Regions from separate parts of the Mus musculus genome. Here regions 2 and 3 are each linked to region 1. A link is a contact called in public HiChIP or PLAC-seq and Micro-C data. All regions are on one chromosome and are shown on one strand. Each heading gives the region's core, a stretch centred on a gene start, on an enhancer-like site or on the middle of the called end of the contact. The rest is flanking DNA. Distances are from core to core; before and after follow the strand shown. Region 1 holds the start of P4ha3 (procollagen-proline, 2-oxoglutarate 4-dioxygenase (proline 4-hydroxylase), alpha polypeptide III). Region 2 holds the start of Rnf169 (ring finger protein 169). Region 3 overlaps Gm35082 (a long non-coding RNA gene).

Evidence for each region. A called contact is a pair of places that touch in the nucleus more often than the background predicts. HiChIP or PLAC-seq counts read pairs in DNA pulled down with a chosen protein or histone mark.
Region 2: a contact with region 1 is called in an H3K27ac HiChIP or PLAC-seq map of epiblast stem cells, with 5 times the contacts expected there. The contact joins the promoter of Rnf169 here to the promoter of P4ha3 in region 1. A contact is called at or near these places in 2 of 115 datasets of contacts at active chromatin or transcription factors (epiblast stem cells and pancreatic cancer cells) and 2 of 9 other capture datasets (adipose tissue and macrophages).
Region 3: a Micro-C map of embryonic stem cells shows a contact between it and region 1, with 1.7 times the contacts expected there. The contact joins the enhancer-like site here to the promoter of P4ha3 in region 1. A contact is called at or near these places in 8 of 39 promoter capture datasets (3T3-L1-derived adipocytes, the C10 cell line, fetal liver and 4 more), 1 of 15 datasets of contacts at CTCF or cohesin (large pre-B cells), 9 of 484 Hi-C or Micro-C datasets (B cells, the G1E-ER4 cell line, the N1E-115 cell line and 3 more) and 1 of 9 other capture datasets (macrophages).

What each region holds. Positions count from the first base shown.
Region 1 is chr7:100,283,693-100,287,808 of GRCm38.p6, reverse strand. P4ha3 (procollagen-proline, 2-oxoglutarate 4-dioxygenase (proline 4-hydroxylase), alpha polypeptide III) reads right to left here and starts at 2,289. Exons shown (of 13, transcript NM_177161.4): 1 at 2,083-2,289. The coding sequence starts at 2,276.
Region 2 is chr7:99,977,389-99,981,849 of GRCm38.p6, reverse strand. It overlaps Rnf169 (ring finger protein 169), which reads left to right and starts at 1,392. Exons shown (of 6, transcript NM_175388.3): 1 at 1,392-1,878. The coding sequence starts at 1,416.
Region 3 is chr7:100,678,120-100,682,124 of GRCm38.p6, reverse strand. It overlaps Gm35082 (a long non-coding RNA gene), which reads right to left. Exons shown (of 3, transcript XR_378374.4): 3 at 3,983-4,005. Among named protein-coding and RNA genes, the nearest start is that of Gm35082, 5.1 kb to the right of the region's middle. Within about 2 kb of position 2,549, at least 36 of the 459 cell types and tissues checked have an H3K27ac peak or open chromatin away from gene starts, as enhancers often do. A contact at or near this core is called in embryonic stem cells, where this site is marked.

The DNA.
Region 1 (4,116 bases), core at 1,040-3,539:
AATAACATTTCAACTTATATAAAATCAACAGATTGAATCTATAGAAAAGTGAGCTGAAACTACCCCAATTTTTAAAAAATGATTTAAAAAATCATTTTTAAAAAGTAAACACTTCACGCTGGCTTTCGAGCATGACCAGGGGACAGAATCACAGCCTCTAGAGCATCAGATTGCCTGTGATGAGACTAAATGTTCATAATCATCTGAGAAACGGATCTGGGATTTTAAAAATTCCCTTTTTAATCTTTTAGAATCCCAGCTAGTGCTTCCATTGGCAGGGTTAATTTAATACTTAGTCACTGAGCAGCGGTGGTCTGCTCTTGTGTTGCTTGGTTCACAGCAGTCTTCCTGCCTCAGCCTCCCCACTGCGCCGAGTCTACTTGATCAGCCAGCCTTGAAGAGTCATAGGGAGTTAACATTTTTTCAGTAACTTACTACATGTTAAGCTCAATGATAAATAACTTTACCTGGACACAATCGTTCCAAGAACCCTATGGGAATAACCATTAAAGCATCATTGTTTAGATTAGGAAACTAAAGCTTAAAGATATAACACGGTCAGAGTCAAAAATTCAGAGACCTGTTGAGCTCCTGAATCTAGACTCTGAGTCACTTGGTACCCACAGTGTTCCACACACTTTCTCCTGCATTGGCTTTCTCCTCTTCCTCCTCTTCTTTTCCTCCTCCTCCATCTCCTCCTCCTCTCCTTTTTCCCTTCTTCCTCCTCTTCCCTTTTTTCTCCTCCTCCTCCTCCTTTTTTTTAGTATAGACAGGTGTCTTTTATTAGCTTTTCCTAAACTTGTCTCCTGCTTACAGCCTGTTTTTCTTAGTGTAAGAATGTAATCTGCAGGTTTTTTTTTTTTAACAAACCAATTTGATACTGCAACTCAAACAAATGCGTGTCTAACTACAAGCCATCAGTTGCCACCAATGGCATTTGAAGAGCAGACTGCAGGATTAAGCCAACCCTTACGAAACTGGCTGTCCTTCATGACCATTTCTTATAAACATTTGTGGGAGTGGAGCAGGGCGGGTTGGCATGGGAATGGATTTGAAATTTAAAGTTACTGGAAATCAAATGATGTGCTTCTGCTCTGTCTAGACAAGTTTGTAAGATCAATTGGATTTATGTGGAAACAACTGTGCCTTATAGTCCGTGGGCTTCTCAGTGTCCAAAGCAAAGAAGGCACAAGACATGTTGGTATCATATGCAAGCATTCCTTTTTCATCTTGGACACTGATTAGTGCTCTAAGTCCCACACTTTACAACAGTTTACCTTCCAGGATCTAACTCTACTTTGCTGACTGCATAAAAAATAATGTTGGCTGTGTGTTTGTGCACACTACTCCCAGTATTACCCCGTGTGAAGTAGTTTTTCACAGTGTTTTCTTTGGAGTCAGACATTTTCACATACATACAACCTCTCAGCTACTACTTACATTCAGAGAACTTTTACCCATGGAAAAAGAAATAAGAGCTATAATGGTCACCACAGCATTCTACTGTGTCAGCAGTAACTTGACAAGAAGTCCAAGGTCATTTGCTGCTTGACACAGTATTTGTGAGATCCAACTGGACTCTAGAATCTCCATGCTACCTACACTTTTTCACAGTGTATCAACTTGGACATGTGAAGGTGGATGGGGGGTGGTGTCACACCCCGGGGTGTGTGTTTGTGTGTGACAGAGACAGAGAGTGAGAGACAGAGAGACAGGGAGAGACAGAGAAACAGAAAGAGACAGAGACACGGACAAACACACATACATACAGACACATAGACACAGAGAGAGACAGAGACCGGAACAGAGAGACAGAGACACACACACAAAGAGGCAGAGAGACAGGCACAGAGACAAAGAGACAGACACAGACAGACAGACAGACAGACACAGAGAGTGAGAGAGAGGGAGAGAGAGAGAGAGAGAGAGAGAGAGAGAGAGAGTGACACAGAACTCCTCATTCCCCTTCAAAGTGTCTCAGGGTCCCCACCACATGACAGTTGGGTCTGGAAGTCACTTTGGGCCTCAGTTACTCCTCACCCTCAGTCGCTGAGCATCCCGGCTCCCTGGAGACGCCCTCACCTGGTCAAGTCGCGCAGCCGCGCCTCCTCGCCGCGCAGGTAGCGCCTCAGTGTCCCCAGCAGCCTGCGCTCGGGCGCCAGGGCGCGCGCCACGCTGGTCAGCGCGGAGAACGTGTCCTCCCGCCCCGTGGCCGCCGCGGGGTCTCCCCCGAGCGCCAGCAGCGCCAGCAGAGCCAGCCGCGCCCCTGGGCCCATCGCAGGGTCGCGCGTCCCTCCGCGCTCTCGCCCGGCGCCGCCCCGGCCCGCCCGCCCGCCCGCAGCCTTCCGTCGCCCGCCCTTGGCCGCCTCCGTCCCCTCAGCACTGAATTCCTTAGTGCCTGGCCCGCCGCTAACTCCACACTGATTCCACCGTGCCTGTCACATTTGGGGGAACTGAGGCGAGCGCGGGTGAGCAGTGATTTCTCTAGTTACAGCCGTGCTGAGCCATCATCCAAATTCCTCCTGTGGGACAGGGGAGGACACAAAAACCTCTGGATTATGAGGGGAACTCCAAAGGGTGACACAGCATGGTGACAGAAGTGCAGGTGGCTGGGGCAGAGGGGTAAAGTCTTCACAGAGGACAGGACCTCAGGTGATCTTGAAAGATGGCTAGGACTTACAGAAGCTGAAACTCTAGGATCGAGTCACTACAGAGTCACACAAAAATACCATCATTATATTCTACTAGGCTGCTTGTTTCTTTCACCCCGCTATCCCTTTTGCCCAGCAATGTTTATTCATTTACTCATTCATTTAAGTGTTCAGTAACATCTGTGCTATAGTAGGTGCAGATGCAGCCCGCTGCTCATAAAGGGAAATGGAAATGTAAACCACCATAAAAACACAAAATGGGCAACCACAGGCTGTGTGCAATGGGTGAGGACCTCATCCCCAAAGAGGGGCTTCCCCTGGCATGCTTTGATGGGGAGAGAGCTTCACAGAGTCAATGTGTGTAGTTCTAACAGTATCTTGACTTTAGGCCATCCTGGATTATCCTGGTGAGCTCAACGCAGTTGCCAAGGTCCTTTTAAAAAGGCAAAGAAAAAGCCGGGCGGTGGTGGCCCACGCCTTTAATCCCAGCACTTGGGAGGCAGAGAAACCCTGTCTCGAAAAACAAACAAACAAACGGCAAAGAAAGATACAGGACAATAACAGCCAAATCAGAGACTTGATGATGCTGTGTTGCGACTTTGAAAATGGATAAACGGTCTGTGAGTAACAGGTTGTAGGTAGCTTCTAGAAGGTTGAGAAGGCTGGGGGACAGATCTTTCCTAGTCTGCAGGAAGAACAGATCTGCCAATACCTTGATTTTATCTCGTGACACCTATTCGTTACGGTTTGAATTTGAAATGAACCTCACAGTTTCATCCTCTTGAATACTTGGTAAAAACCAAGCTATGGAGCTTTGGGGAAGTAGGGCTTACATACTCCACTAGGTTCACTAAGGCTTCACTGCTGGCCAGAGCCATCAGGTTTCTGTCTGCTGGATGTGAGCACCGGCCACATATGCTAGCCACCAGACGGGGCAAGACCTGCCAACACACCTTCCTTTTCATGATGGGCTCCAGGAGTCAAAGAAATCTTTTCTCTGTTACAGTGTGTCTGTCAGATATCTGGTCACAGTGCTGAAAAAGTCTAATACATCGGTTCAGACTTCTGAATTCTGAGGCAGTAGGATAAAAAAATCTGGGTTATTATAAGCCCCAGAGTTTGTGATAACTTGTCTAAGCAATAGGAAACTTGGGCGGGTGAGAAGGCCAGCAGCTAAGAGTGCATACACACTGCTCTTACTGAAGGCCTGAGCTGAGTTTTCCCCATCCACGTCCATATAGGGTGTTACATAAATTATTGTATGTTAAACCAACCTCAAATGCCTAATGTAAATCCTCTTAGGTCACAATGCACATTCACATTAATATGTTGCTGGATTTTGTTTGTTGATATTTTGTTGTAACATTTTTGTATCTTTATTATAAGAGAAGGTAGCCCATAGTTTTCTCGAATTATTTTTGTCTGGTCTTTATATCAATGTAAAACTAATTTCAGAGATCACAGT
Region 2 (4,461 bases), core at 143-2,642, 310 kb after region 1:
CCCCCCACCCCAACTTGGATTAATCACTCTGCTTTGAATCGGTTACCACCAACTGTGGACACTCTCATGACAACCTGGAGCTTCTAGATGCTTTCTTCTACATACAGTTGCTTAAAAATAATGTCTTTACAAAGCCTGTGATTTTCCATAAAGATAACATCTTGGTCCAAATGCACCTTAAGGTAAAAATAATAAACAAACAAACAAACAAATAAATAAATAAATAGGCAACACCCCGAGACTTGTTGTAGTACAGTCATCTTTCCATCAGGGGGAGCCATTCTTTTTCCTAAATCCTCTGTATCCAGAAAGGAAAATCACAGCAAAGTCTCAACACCTCTCCCTGGCTTAAACAGGAATGATGTGGTCAGAGCTGGCCGGTAGGAATGAACTCTAAGATCCATGGGACAAAGCTTATAGGAAGAGGGGTTGTGTGATGGCAGGTCAGTTTGCAGAAGTCACAGCTGCCAGCTAGGTGAAGAGATGAGGAGAAAGAAATCATGCAGTGGGCTTATGGAATGAAGAAGTGGGTGGGAACAGGCTGGAAATAGAGCCATTTTGGCCAGAAAATGACAAGACTATAAGTTAAAGATGCCTGGGCTGGGAGCGTGAGGACCCTTGAGATGGTTCTGTGAATAGAATGTGGGAAATAAGGGCTGTTTTGAAAGGATGGAGACATTAGGTTTGTGCACGGAGCATGCAGATATCCATAATGATAAATTCAATAACTCTGAACTGCAGATATTAGTGTGGGCTTTCATGGGGAAGAAAAGAGGAGACCAGGGAGTCATATAGACTGAGAAAAGAAAAGGCACAAGCTTACACAAGAGTATCTACATTTAAGTATCAAACACAGAAGTAATCTGAGGAGCAGGGTTTGTGTAATAAAGTATGCTTTTTTTTTTTGCCCCAGCCAAGGGAGGGGACTTCATAAAGGGATGTGGAGAGAGAGGGGCTGAAATGAGGGCTGGTCAGGTTGTTATTTCAACAATCACTCAAGACTTTTGGTCATGATAGGCCTCATGCTAATCACAACAAGCTGCTATGGCCCCGAGGAGAAAGCCCTTACCAAATGAAGTACTTCGACAAGTTTCTGGATAGCTCATATTTATAGTTCATTTTATAAAGTTCAGGGTCGCTCAAAAATTCCAAATAAATTCTTTCAGTCTCTCAAGATTCAGTGCTAGAAACTACAAAAACAGGAGGGCGGGCTGAAAGACCAGATATATAAAGAATAATCATTAAATATTAATAAGCAGTCTCCTCCTGCTAAGCGAAAGGCCCTAGGAGAAATATCCCCAGGCGGACTAGGTTCCCGCCCCCTCATGAATATGCAGATAGCTGTCCGCCGCGCACTGCCCCGCCCTCTACTCCTCTCCCACCGCAACCGACTCTCCCTTCAAACGGGAAACAAGATGGCGGCGGCAGGTCCGAGCACTCGGGCTTCTTCCGCTGCGGCCGCGGCAGCTCTGAGTCGGCGGGGCCGGAGGGGCCGCTGTGACGAGATGGCGGCAGCGAAAGCCGGGGCTCCGGGCCCGGCCTCCAGCCCCGCGTTGTTAGTGTTGCGGTCAGCGCCACGGCCGGAGGAGTCGGGCTGCACCGGGTGCCTGGAGACCCCGGGGGAAGTGGCGGCCCTGCCGTGCAGCCACTCGCGGTGCCGAGGCTGCGCCTCGCGCGCGGCGGGCCCGGGCTGCCGTCGCTGCCGTCCCCGCGGTTCGGGCTGGGCCCGCCGTCGGGCGCGCGACGACGGCCAGGCCGCCGCGGAGCTGATGGGCGAGCGCGCCCGTCGTGGACAGCCAGAACCCTGCCGCCCGCGCCGGGACGGGGGCGCGGCTGCCTCGGGGCCCAGGCCGGAGCCGGAGCCGCTCGCGGAGCCAGGTGGAGCCTCCCCTCGCCCCTGTGGGCTTCAGCCAGGCCCAGCCGCCGGGTCTGGCCTGGTGAGCGGGGTGGAGGGTCCCGGGCTCTGCTGCCGCGGGTGTGGAGAGTTCTGCTGGGGTCGCGACCGGGTTCTGCCCAGGCGCAGTATGTGTTGGTGAAGGTTGAACTTTGGAGCGAACTGTACGCGTGTTGAATTTGGAGGGGCAGTGAGGGGACCCCGCGCCTTGCGTAAGTCAGAAGTTTGGAAGGAAACAATTCCTGGAACAAGTTAGGGGCATGTTGAAGTTGGTGCGTGGAGGGGGAGGGGCCCTGGAGGATCCCAGCAGCGCTTGTTTCAGTGTTGGGCAGAGGGCTTGGGGTCGCGCGGTCTAGGAGGGATGTGTCTTCCAGGGCTGGAGAGAATGAGGTGTGGGATATCCCAGGCTCAGGGGGAGCTTTGCAGACTTGAGAGCAGAGTGGGTTTTGAGGATGAGCTCTCGTGTGAAGTTCTTTCTCATGCTATCTTGGGAAAAAAAAAAAAAAAATATATATATATATGCATGCTTAGCGCAGAGCTTGCCACACAGGATGAGATAAATGCCATCTATTTTGGTGATAATACTAATCATAAACGTTAGTGGTGCTTGATGAAGAAAGCTGGGTGGGATTTAAGTTTTGGAGACAAAGATTGGTTTGGCTGGGGGCTGTTTTCTGTCTTTCTATGTAAGTTTCATCTATGATGCTGGCAACTTAAAGGTCTGTTGTAGGACTCTTGGCCTGAACTCCTTTGCCTTTCTCACCGTCGGCAGCCCATCACTTGTTGGTGCTGAAGTCTGAGATAGAAAATTCCGTTTGTAACATGAACCGAGACCTAGGCTTCTTTGGTGCAAGCCTAAGCAACATACCTACAGCTGAGATTTTCAAGAACCGTGAATCAGGAAAAGCCATTTGCTAGCCCTTTTATGTTAGGAATTCTGCCTTACGTCGTTTTCAGCAGAAGGAAGGCATTGCTTTGTGTGTATATGAAAGTGCAGTTCCTAGAAACTGTAGAGTCCAGAATGCATCTATTTTTGGTTCAAGCAGAGACACCTGCCAAAGACACCTTGTTTTTCAGTCTAAGGGCTGAGATGCTCTGCATTTTACTTTCTGCGTTTCTTGTTATCCCTTCCAAAACCATCACAGTGCTCTTGGTTGTACCTTTATTTCTATTTTATAGGTGAAACTGAGGCCCAAAGAGATTAACTAACTTGTCTTATGATGAAAGTACAATTCCATATGATTTTCTCAATTTAGCTTGCTTTAATTTCTGAGATTATAAATATAAGCAATTTCTCTGGTCTCCCTACTACATTGACTATATGGTCAAATAGAATAGCAGTTCTCTTTATATATCTCTTGGAGCTGTTATGAAACATCCACCTTGAAATTTGAATTATGAAAGAATGCATTGCTTATTGATTTGTGTAAACTTTTCCCACTAAAAGAAATTTGTTTAAATAAAGGATAGGCTATTAGTGATTAAGGACATTTACCTAAAATGAGAATCCATAGGACTTGTTAAGTTACTTAGTATCTTTCAGTTATATGTGGGTCATAATGAAAAGTATTTTCCCTAAATTTACTTTTTGGATCATTGCAATCATATGTTTGTCCAGCTAAATAATTTTAGAAGAATAGAAAATACTGCCGAGCCAGTCATGGTGATGCAAACTTGGAATCTCAGTATTTGGGAAGTGGACTCTGGAGGGTCAGAAGTTCAAGGTTATTGGCATCATGGGAAGCCATTTAAAAAACAAAACTTAAAAAAAAGGAATTGCTGAGTAGGGCTTGGAAACTATCTTTTAGCATTGGTAGGTATTTACTGAAGTTATACACAATCTATTTTAATTAAAACTTTAACAACGGGGTGGGGGCAGCAAGAAGTCACCAGCAGTGCCAACCTAACAGTGAGTTCAGTTCAGGACTTCCGTAGTGAGGGCAGAGAACTGACTCTGAAAAGTTGTCCTTTGATCTCCACATGTGTGTGGTGGCATGTGCACCTACCTCCCAAAATAAATAAAGAAAAATGTAATAAATACAATGTTGAGTGTGTTAGGGCAAGCCTATAATCCCACAATTGGGAGGTAGAGACTAGAGAATAAATTCAAGATCCTTGAGTACATAATAAAATCCAGGCCAGTCTGGGCTACAGGAGGCTCTGTCTCAACAGAACAAAACCAATCTCAACAACCTTGTATCACTCGTGAGTTGAGGGAAATGGGAGAAAGTATTCATTCGGTGAATGTGCTTTCTTCCCATTTCCAGGGTCACCGGTGTTTTGTTTACTCTTTCACAGTTTGTGCATCTGCATGAAATCCAAATCAAAATAAAATACATATTTGCTATGCTATACACACTGTTCTCTGTGTGTGTGTGTGTTGTTACATGGGCACACAGGACAGAGGGATGTCAGATACCTTTCTCTCTGCCTGTGGTTCCCAACCTTCCTAATGCTTCCACTCTTTAATAAATTTCCTCATGTAGTAGTGATTCCCAACCATAAAGTTATTTTTGTTGTTCTTTCATAACTGTATGTTGCTACTATTATGAATTGTAATGTAAATA
Region 3 (4,005 bases), core at 1,300-3,799, 390 kb before region 1:
AGCCTCCTTGGGTACCACATGTACATGCTGCATGGATATAGATGAAGGAGAGCATCTAGGAATACAGGGCTTCTCTGTGTTACCCTGGCTGTTCTGAAACTCACTCTGTAGACCAGGCTGGCCTTGCACTCCCAGAGATCCATCTGCCTCTGCCTCCCAAGTGCTGAGATTAAAGGTGTGCACCACCATGCCTGGCTTAAGTAAAATCTCAAAAAAAAAAAAAAAAAAAAAAAAAAAAAAAAAGAAATTGAAGCAGCATATGGGGGTTGGGAGCACTTCATATAAAAATAAAAAACCTAGGGCTGGAGAGTTGGTCCAGTGGTTAGGTGCACTGGCTGCTCTCCCACAGGATTGGAGTTTGATTCCCAGCACCCATATGGCAGTTCATAACTGTAACTCCAGTTCTAGGGGACCTAGTGCCCTCTCTGGCCTCCATGATCACCTGGCACTGGTGGTGTACAGAGATGCATGCAGGCAAAACACTCATGCATACAATAAACATCTTTAAATACAAAAAGGAAATTTAAAAACCTATTAACTATTTTCTTTTTTTGCTGAGGTCAGTACCCAGAACTTCCCATATCTTAACAGCCCATACATCTCCTTTTTGAATAATATTCTGCATCCAGGAGCCTTGCTGTCTCATCGGATGTATGGGGCATTGTTTCATACTGCCATCAGCACGTGCTCTCCTCCTCAGGAAACAGAATCTAGTCATTGGTCAGAAGATGAACACAGGACAGAAGCTGGCCAATCCCTTTCCTTCCCTGGGACTTTTCCCTCCTAGAACTGGCAGACAGGGGAGGAGCGAAGCAGATACTGAGGCTCAGGCAGAAGAGGAGGTTCTCATTTCGTTTAATGTAGACTTAGCTTTCTACACAGAACCCGATCTCCTGCCTGATCCTGGCTGTTTTTAAAAGTTCCTCAGCACTAGGTACACTTATGCCTGTAAAGAGCTGGGATTCTTGCCATTTTATGACTAGAGGGTAAATGTGTTCAAATTCATTTTTAAATTATTCATAGTTCTACCGCAAACACATAAAACTGGAGCAAAATCTCAAAAATACTTGGTGTTGTGAGCAGCACTTGAATGTGGGTGGGTTGCTCAGTGGAGGCGAGGAGTTTTGTCTGTATGAAGGGCCGGTAGTTGAGAAGTCACTTCCTGGGGCAGTCCTGTCTTGGAATTGTCTCTTAGACCACTGGGACCGTGACACCTTCCTCTCCTCGCCCTGCAGCCAGTGTCTTGGAAAATGTCTATGGTAGACCCAGACAGTTCGAGCTGGGCCTTGAATAAGGTGGTCTTGTGTAGGACATGAAGAGGCCAGCAAGATACGTAAGAGAATAAAGGTGATTGTTGTCAAGTCTAGAAACCTGAGATCCACACAATGGAAGATCCAATTCCCATAGCTGTCCTCTGATCAACACAAACTTACCATGACACATATGTGTGCATGTACACACACACACAATAAATAAATAAATAAATAAATAAATAAATAAATAAATGGATAGATATATAAATAAATATAATTAAAAATTTCCCACCTGGTGTAGTGGACTTTAATCCTAGAACTCAGGAGACAGAGGCAGGTAGATGAATTTCTTTGACTTCCAGGCCAGCCAAGTTGACACAGTGAATTTTTAAAGACGTATTTATTTAGGTACTGAAGAGATGGCGGTACTGAAGAGATGGCTCAGTAGTTGAATGTACTTGCTACTCTTGCACTAGACCAGGCACACATACATATTAAACAAATAAACGACTCTTTTAAATATATTTTTAAAGATTATTCACTAAATGATTTTTTAAACTTTTTACTGATTTTTGTGAGTGCACCCCAGTCCCACTCATTTCCCATCCCCTGTATCCACCCCCCCTGCTGCAACTCCCCCACAAGATAAAAACCCACATAAACAAAAATAAACAAAGCATAGAAAACATCTCGTCTGCTGTCTCAAGCAAGCAGCATGACTGGTCATGATGGCTAGGAAAGATCCCTTTACCATGGAGGAGGTCCCAGAGAGCAAGATACAGCTGCTTCCCCAGCCCCCAGTCTGGGTATCTTTTTGTTCTAGTTTGCTTTCTGTGGCTATGACAAAACACTAACCAAAAGCAACTTGGAAAGAAAAGGGTTTATTTCATCTTACATTTCCAGGTAATGATTCAGTCACTGAGGCAAGTCAGGGCAGGAACTGAGGTAAAGACCATTTAGCTTTAAAAAAAAAAATGAAAGAGAGAAAGCATCCCGTCATGGAAGCTGCTGTATGTTACAGGATGTACCACAGTATGTCCCTCTGTCCACACATCTTCACTTGCAAATGTTCATTGCAATGAGTCATTGGTCTGGTTTGACGTCTCTGGCTTCTGTGACACCATCAATATTGAATCCTCACGGGGACTTGGCTCAGTTATCCTGCTGTTGCCACATGTCATGGAGATCATTTGGATCAGCAGGACTGGTCCTTTCACAAGCCCCAACAGTTCACAGGTGACATAGACGTTGGGATGAGCCAATGCAAAGCCCTGGATCTGCGCCTGCGTGGTAGGTAGCTGAGCTGGTCAGCCCTCTGGCTCTCCTTTATCTGAGCACCACCAAGGCAAGCTCTCCAGCACTGCTCCAACTAGGCTGCCCGATGCTGCCATCAGTAGGAGGCAGGCTCAGTATTTCTGCTTTCAAGCCCTCTGGCCAGCTCACCTGAAGCCACGCCTCCAGAGCCAGCTGTAGTGGGAAACCCTGATAGTTAAGGTCAAATTCTACCACGTCTGGGAGTGCCTCTGAGCTCAGTGCAAAATGAAAAACTACCCTTTCCCAGCAGGGCTTCCCCTTCTCTAGGGAGCTCAATCCCGCTCTTCTACCTGAGGAAGGTCCAGTCGTAGCCCTTGGCAAACCTTTAAATTCAACTTCCTCTTTCCGCCCAGCAAGTACCTGGGATTCCTGGAATGCTTCTCCGTACAATGAGGCATTCACTGTACATTAAGTTCCAGCCAATGATTTTACATTCACTCTGAAAATTCCTTCCCACCCTCCAGGGTTCTTAGACAGTCCTTGTCTACCCGGAATAAAAGTGTGTGCGCACCAGCTGTTTCACTGAAGATCTTCTAAGAGAGCTGTTTTGTTGAGTATCATCTAAAAGAGCTGTGACCCTAAAATCCTCAGAGAAGGCATTCTCCCATCAACTCTCACTCCCAGCTGTGCTACAGCCAGAGAGGGGTTGGCACAGTTCCCCTCTTCTCACACCCTTGGGGATGGCTCACCTGTGCTCCTTCCCCTTGGCCAGGTCCACTGAGCTGCAGGTGGCAAGGGGGCATTACACCCATGCCACCTCATGGCAGATGAGTGGAGGCACTGGGTTCCCCTTGGTCTTGCCCTCAGGACTTTTTGATATTTTTTATTGTATGCATATTAATATTTTGTCATTATATACATATTTATACCTCATATGTGCCTGGCAGTTAAGGAGGTCTCTCAGAAGAGGGCATCAGATCTACTGGGACTAGAGTTACAGAAGATTGTAACTGGGTGCTGGGAACTGAGCCTGGATCCTCTGGAAGAGCAGCCAGTGCTCCCAATTGCTGAGCCATCTCTCCAGGCCAGACTCTGACCGCTCACTAGTTAGCCACCCCCCTAATGTAGCATGCATTGGTGGTATAGTGGGTAAACATAGCTGCCTTCCACTCCCTGAGTGTATCAAGGGATTTCCTCAGGCCATCTGGAACCCCAGGCCTCAGTGGGAAAGCTCTGCCCTTGGCTCCTCCGTTGGCCTCAGGCTCGCTCTCAGCTCTTTTAAAGAAGTCAGCAGTCCTAACTCCTGCTAATACTGCCACTCAGATATTACTGCTTAGACCTGGTTCAATGCCAAAGCCACGGCTCTTTCAACTTTGCAAAACTCAAAATTCCAGGCCTCTCAGTCATCAGATTATAGGTTACAACAGCGTTCCTCCCTCAGCAAGGTGAACAGCACCAGGCCTCTCAGACATCAGATTATAGGTTACAGCAGGGCTCC